Regions from separate parts of the Podarcis muralis genome. Here region 2 is linked to region 1. A link is a contact called in public Hi-C data. All regions are on one chromosome and are shown on one strand. Each heading gives the region's core, a stretch centred on a gene start, on an enhancer-like site or on the middle of the called end of the contact. The rest is flanking DNA. Distances are from core to core; before and after follow the strand shown.

What was found. Hi-C and Micro-C count contacts between places; a contact is called where the count stands out from the background.
Region 2: a Hi-C map of tail shows a contact between it and region 1, with 4 times the contacts expected there. The contact joins the promoter of GTF2H2 here to the promoter of ZCCHC9 in region 1. A contact is called at or near these places in 2 of 3 Hi-C or Micro-C datasets (blood and tail).

Annotation. Positions count from the first base shown.
Region 1 is chr11:35,751,926-35,755,203 of rPodMur119.hap1.1, forward strand. ZCCHC9 (zinc finger CCHC-type containing 9) reads right to left here and starts at 1,702. Exons shown (of 6, transcript XM_028748918.2): 1 at 1,576-1,702; 2 at 1-146. The coding sequence starts at 140. LOC114606540 (a long non-coding RNA gene) reads left to right here and starts at 1,717. Exons shown (of 3, transcript XR_013394672.1): 1 at 1,717-1,951.
Region 2 is chr11:36,154,881-36,158,188 of rPodMur119.hap1.1, forward strand. GTF2H2 (general transcription factor IIH subunit 2) reads left to right here and starts at 1,459. Exons shown (of 16, transcript XM_028748700.2): 1 at 1,459-1,614; 2 at 2,453-2,528; 3 at 2,630-2,707; 4 at 3,083-3,119. The coding sequence starts at 2,473.

The DNA of each region.
Region 1 (3,278 bases), core at 452-2,951:
CTCAAGGAAAAGTTGTTTGAAGAGCTTTGCTTTCTATCTGTTGTTGCGTTTCCAGTGGCATCATTTTTCATATGTTCCCATGGTGTTGCATCCAGAGCCTTCTTGTTGTGGGTGACATTTGCTCGTGCCCACCTGGTCATGACTTCCTATGAGATTTAAAAGATGTTAGGTTCACATGACTGGGTTACTGCTATTTATAGGTTCAGCCTTGATTAATGAGGTGGACCCAGAACTGAATAACCATTTCTATTTGTTTAGACCAGCACAAGTGTGCTAGCTGGGGCTGATAGGAGTTGTAGTCCAGTGTTTCCCAACCTTGGGCCTCCAGCTGTTTTTGAACTACAATTCCCATCATCCCTGACCACTGGTCTTGCTAGCTAGGGATGATGGGAGTTGTAGTCCAAAAACAGCTGGAGGCCCAAGGTTGGGAAACACTGTTGTAGTCCACAACATGGGGGGGGGGGGGAATAAGCAGAGTACAGAATCAGGCCTCCTTTTATTCCCCTCTGGGCAGTGCCTCAGATCCAATCTTTACCCTTTCAGTTCCGAGTCTGAGGGGAACTGGAGACTAACTGGAGACAAAGTGACGGGCAGAAATTAAGAGTGAGATCTACTGGCAAGTAGATCTGGATGACTTGAAACAGACGGGCAAGGGTTGCTGGTTCCCACCCATAAACTAGAAAATCCTAACCCACAGATCCTACCCTAAATTGTTGCCATCTGTCCAGAGACAGTGGAGTGCACTTCCAAGGCTTAAGTTTAACAGCTGGAGAATCACAGTGCCTACTGTGGCTGTGGAGACGGGTAATTTGTTATGGCTGCCTCCCGCATTGTTTTTGCTGCATTAGTGGCACCAAACTGACCTCTCCAGGGCGCAAGCTTGGGCAATGTGTATGGAGTCCTTGGCTGCCCAGACAACAAATCCCCCTCTTGGCCTCACTGATGTGGTCCAAAGGAAAGCAGAGCAATACATTTGGCACCAGCTTGGCTGCAGGAGCTGCCATAAGGAGGCGTACAAAGCGCCATCCAACTGTCTTAGGGACACCATTTGGGGATTTGTGTAGCCTTAGCCTTCTCTTCTCCCAAAGATGTCCTGCAAGACAGCGGGTACAGATTTATCCTCGGGGTTTTCTCGAGGAACGAGGTTATAGCTGCAAGGCAGCGGTGCCTTAGCATCCTTCTCCCCTAAATAAGACTGCTTTAAAGCAACACGGTGGGAAACGACCAGCATGATTTATGACTTGCGAACCTGGTTCTGGCATTGACCAAAAATTCCGGGGACTCAGCAAAGGCTCAGAAACACCCCAGGGTAATAATAATAATAAACCCGAAATAGATCCGACAACAAGCCTGAAGTCTGCAGGGTCTCCGCCCGGGATCTCACCCAACCCCGACCTGGGCATGTTCACTTCCGCGGACACGTGCGGAGCAGCTATCGAGGGAACGGAGGAGCCCCCGGCACTCAGGCCTTCCGGGGCAGCAGCCGAGCTCCGGGTGTCTCCTGAAGCAAGTGCCCAGCGGCTCCAGGCGCCGCTTCGCCTTCCCCGCCTCCCGAGCAAGAGGTCCCTCACTCACCGGGGTCAGGAGGCGAGAAGCGCCACGGAAAGCCTCCGGCGCAGTCGAAACGCACAGCCCGGGAGGGAGAGAGCGGCACCGGAAACGTCCGGAGCCCGAACTGCTGCACTTCCTGTAGGTAGGTGGGTGGGTGGAGGCGGAGCGGTTGCCATGGGACCAGGCGCAGGCGGAAGCCGAAGCAACAGGCGGGAAGCGCGAGGTTATGTGCTGGCTTAGCCTGGCGCTGTGCAGGGTTAGGCGCGCGCAACACACTGAGCCTCAGTGGGCTGAAAAGAGCCGGGCTCTGTATAGGATTGCAGGTTTAGGCGGAGTGGGCGGCGGCAAAAGAAAGCCACCATGCGTTTCCCTCATTTCTTGGTTTTCCATTAATGTAGCTGTAAGTAAGCGCATACAGTCATGGGGGAAAGAATTTGAATTCTGTGGTCTTGCATGTGAAGTCATAATAACGAACTCATCTGTTTCTTGGCAGGTCTTAGAGTTAGGTAAATGCAACCTCAGATAACGGCACACATTATGTATTTCACCGTCTCATTGATGTATTTAACAGAAATAAAGCCAAAATGGAAAAGCTGTGTGTGAAAAAGCATTTGTACATCTTATGAGTCAATAGCTTGTAGAACCACCTTGAGCAGCAATAACATGAAGTAATTGTTTTCTGCAGGACTTTATTAGCCTCTCACATCATTGTGGAGGAATTTTGGCCTGTCCTTCAGTGTTGCTTCAGTTCATTGAGGTTTTCTTTATGCACAGCTATCCGAAGGTCCCACACAGTACAGTGGTACCTCGGGTTAAGTACTTAATTCGTTCCGGAGGTCCGTACTTAACCTGAAACTGTTCTTAACCTGAAGCACCACTTTAGCTAATGGGGCCTCCTGCTGCTGCCGGAGCACGATTTCTGTTCTCAACCTGAGGCAAAGTTCTTAACCTGAAGCACTATTTCTGGGTAAGCGGAGTATGTAACCTGAAGCGTATGTAACCTGAGGTACCACTGTATTTCAATTGGATTGATGTCTGGATTTTGACTGGGCCATTGCAGCACCTTGGTTCTGTTCTTTTTCAGCAATTCTGTTGTACATTTGCTGGTGTGCTTGGGATCCTTGTCCTGCCGTATGACCTAATTTCAGCTAACTTTCAGCTCTCGGGCAGATGGCCTCTCATTTGACTCTAGAATACTGTGGTATACGGAGGAGTTCATGGTCAGCTCAATGACTGCAAGGTCCCCAGGACCCATGGCTGCTAAACAAACCCAAATCACCACCCCTCCACCATGGTGCTAGACAGTTGGTATGAGGTGCTTGTGCTGATATGCTGTGTTTGTTTTTTGCTAAACGTGCTGTGCATTATGGCCAAACATATCCACTTGGGTCTTGTCTGTCCAAAGGACATTGTTCAGAAGTCTTGTGGTTTGTTCAGCTGCAACTTTGCAAACCAAAATCGTGCTGCCAAGTTCTTTTTAGAGAGACAAGGCTTTCTCCTGGAAACCCTTCCAAACAAACCATACTTGTTCAGTCTTTTTCTAACTTTAACATTTAACATGCTAACTGAGGCCTATAGAGCCTGAGATGTAACTCTTGCATTTTTTGCAATTTCTCAGCATTGCATGTTCTGACCTTGGGGTGAATTTGCTGGGACATCCACTCCTGAGAAGTCTGGCAACTGTTTTTAATGTTTTTCACTTTTGCATAATCTTCTCACTGTAGAAT
Region 2 (3,308 bases), core at 209-2,708, 400 kb after region 1:
ATAAATTGGAGTAGAGAAGGGAGCTGATCAGATATATACTTGATTAAGTATACTTAATTAATGTAAGGCTTAATTTGTACCAGTTTTTTTTTAGGAGGAACAGTTGCGGCTCCAAATGTTGCTGAACCACAGCTTCCATCAGCTCTAGCAAGCACTGCCAGTGTCAATGGATGATGGGAGTTGTAGTTCAGCAACATCCAGGGGTCCAAAGGGCCCCCTCTTGACTTAAAGAGAAACTGGCTCAAAGGTTCCCCACACCTGCTTTAAGCGATGCATAGTTCTGAACCAGCTGGCCAGTGGAACATTGGAAGCTGCCTTGAATCAGTGGTCCATTAAGCTCAGCTTAGTCTGACTGGGAGCAGCTCCACAGGTTTTCAGGCAGCTCTACCTGGAGATGCTGAGTTGAACCTGTGATTTCTACATGCTCTGCTAAAGAGAAGAAGCCGTCCAGGTTTTTGATTTGATACTGGAATGTTCTACTTTCCCTTAGGCTGTCCCTATTTCATTGGAGAAATGTTGGAGAGCATGGAGTTATCAGACTCACGAGCCATCTGAAGGCAATCCTGTATAGGGAAGGGTTTTTTGTTTTTTTTTTTAAAAATATCTTTAATGTTTAATGTTTTCTTATGTTTTTATATATATGTTGGAAGCTGCCCAGAGTGCCTGGGGAAACCCAATAAGATGTGTCGGGTATAAATAGTATAATTATCATTATGGAATGGGACATTCCTATTTCCATCAGAGAAATGTTGGAGGGCATGCTGAAGCTAAGCCCTGGAACTGGTGAAGCTCAGAGGGGGAATAAAGTCTGTGTGATTAGGAGGAGAACTTTCCCACCCTGAGATGCGTCCCAAAGTTACAAGCCTCTAAATTTTAGCCTCTAAAATACAGTACCTACTGGATGACAAGGAAGGCTATCCAGGTCACAAGGCATGGTCTGCAACACTGTAGACACTACAGGTAGGCTTAAACAGCAGCTTTAGCAAAAGAGAAGCATCTCTGCGTCTCTCTGGACTGGAGGAAGTAATAGCCGTCCATAGCAGCTGCACCAGTTTATTCCCACGCCCCTTCCAAGACAAAAGGGCAGCAAAGAGTGGAGTCTTATTTCACCTGAACCGTTCATTATTTTAAAGAGTTTCTAAAAGTCCGAGAGTCCCCACATTGGGGGCAGGGACGTGAAAAGAAGAAACTGAGAAACTTCTTTATGACATAAGCTTTTGAAGACTCAGAGTCCTTTATCAGCCTTTAAAGTCCCACAGGGCTTTGTTGTTTTTGCTGCAACGCAGATTATAGCAAAGTGTGGCTTTTAATTGCTGGCAGAAGCTGAGGCTGCGTCACCCATAGCAGCAGAAGCATACTCCCCCCCCCCCCCCTACATCTATGTCAGTCACCCTGCTCTTTTCTTCTTCTAATCTTTCTCTGCAACAAGCTCTTTGCACGGCAGAACTCCTCTTCTCAATATTTGCGCTGCCACCGGAATGTTTAAAGTGTGGAACCTTTAGCCAGAGAGATGGTTTTCCTAGAGAGCCTCCGAAGTGCATGCGACTCGGTTCTTGGGCGCGCGCTTCTTTTGGTTCCTTCTCTTCGGTTTTTTCTGTCTCCTGAAAGATAAAGGCAGGTGGCAAGAACAGCTCCCCCCAAGACCTCCCTGAGAGCTGTTAGCCTATTCCTGAGCCAGAAGACGTTGTGGGAACAAGACGCTTTTGTCCCAACCCCAACCTTGTTCTTGTCCACCAGCTGAGCAGGGTAGTTCTACTTGTCTGGCTCTTGAGAGTTTAGAGGTGCTAAAGTTGTAATATGTGGCAGCTATCTTAGTTTTCGGTGGTGGAAGTGTCATTTTATCCTAGCTATTTTCATGTTGTTGGTTTTGTTCTTTTCTTTTTAAAAAAGTCATTTGGGTAAGGGTTGAAACGTGCTTACTGTATGTTCTGTCCTCTTAAGTCAATTGCAGGAAAAGGCTCGTTAAAATCAGCAAAACTTCCTAAGCTGAAGGGGGGGGGGGAGGAGGAGGGAGGCTTGAATCGAGCATTTAAAAAAAAAAAATCTAATTGATTTCCTTGTAGCCAGAAATTTGCCCAGGCTGGGACCCCAGCTCCGGATCAGCCAGAGTAGTGATGTGTGCTGATGCAGCAGAATCAGGATGTTATAAATCATTTCCCATCAAATACCTCTCCTTTTCCTAGTTTTTAGTACTGGATGGAGCTTTGTAGACTCTGAGTCTTGAAGACCACAAAAGCTGATGGGGTTTCATAAGGGCTTCTCCTGAGAGTTACATCTGATTGCTCTGATTTATGTACTATTCAGGAACCTTGAACCTGACAAGATGTAGCCATTTGTACATATGTTGTGTACATATGTTGTGTTATTTAATTATTTATTATTTATTTATAAATTCTATTATAATATCTCAAAATATAGTTTTAAATTACAGTATAATAATTTTCCTTATTAGTTTCTTAACTTGGAAGAGAAATGGATGATGAACCAGAGAGAACCAAACGGTGGGAAGGGGGTTATGAAAGAACTTGGTAAGCTTTTATATTTCTCTCCCCCCCCCCCCATTGTTTAAGAACTGTAGTCTTCTGCTATCTATATACAGTATATTATACTTTATTTTTGTTGCTTCTAGGGAAGTTCTTAAAGAAGATGAATCTGGATCATTGAAAGCCAGCATAGAGGATATTCTTTTTAAGGCCAAAAGAAAAAGGTAATCACTAAGCTGCACAATGTAGGAATGCACTATAAATTACACTTCAGAATAAATTGCATTTTGCTGCTGTCTTACAAGGAGAAGGGTGAAAAGTTTCCAGTTTAAATTCAAATCTAACTTCATTCTACTTAGGTTGTATGATGTTATAGTCAATCAGATTACAATGTGGCTCTGACATCCATCTTCACAGCATAATTAAAAACTTTTGTATCAAATATGCTCCTAGACTTCCAGTTTTTTTAAAAAAAGTAAATATGATTCCCTGAATATAATCTATATTTCACAAGTGAGAATAGATTGTGTATATTGATGCTATAATATATAAATGCTATAACAATTAGCAATTAACTTTTTTTTTTTTTTACTTTGCAGAATCTTTGAGCATCATGGACAAGTTCGACTTGGGATGGTAAGTTCTCTTATTCTACTTGGTTCTAAACTTATTTTGCTGTGAAGTTGTATATGAAATAGGTCTCGTTCATATGCTTAATAAGAGCATAGTCAGCCACTTGTTTTTTCTTAGATTGCAGTTTGCTTTGGGCAGGCAGCTCCACTGTCATTCAGTAATAAGAGCAAGAAGAGACCTGCTGGATCAAAT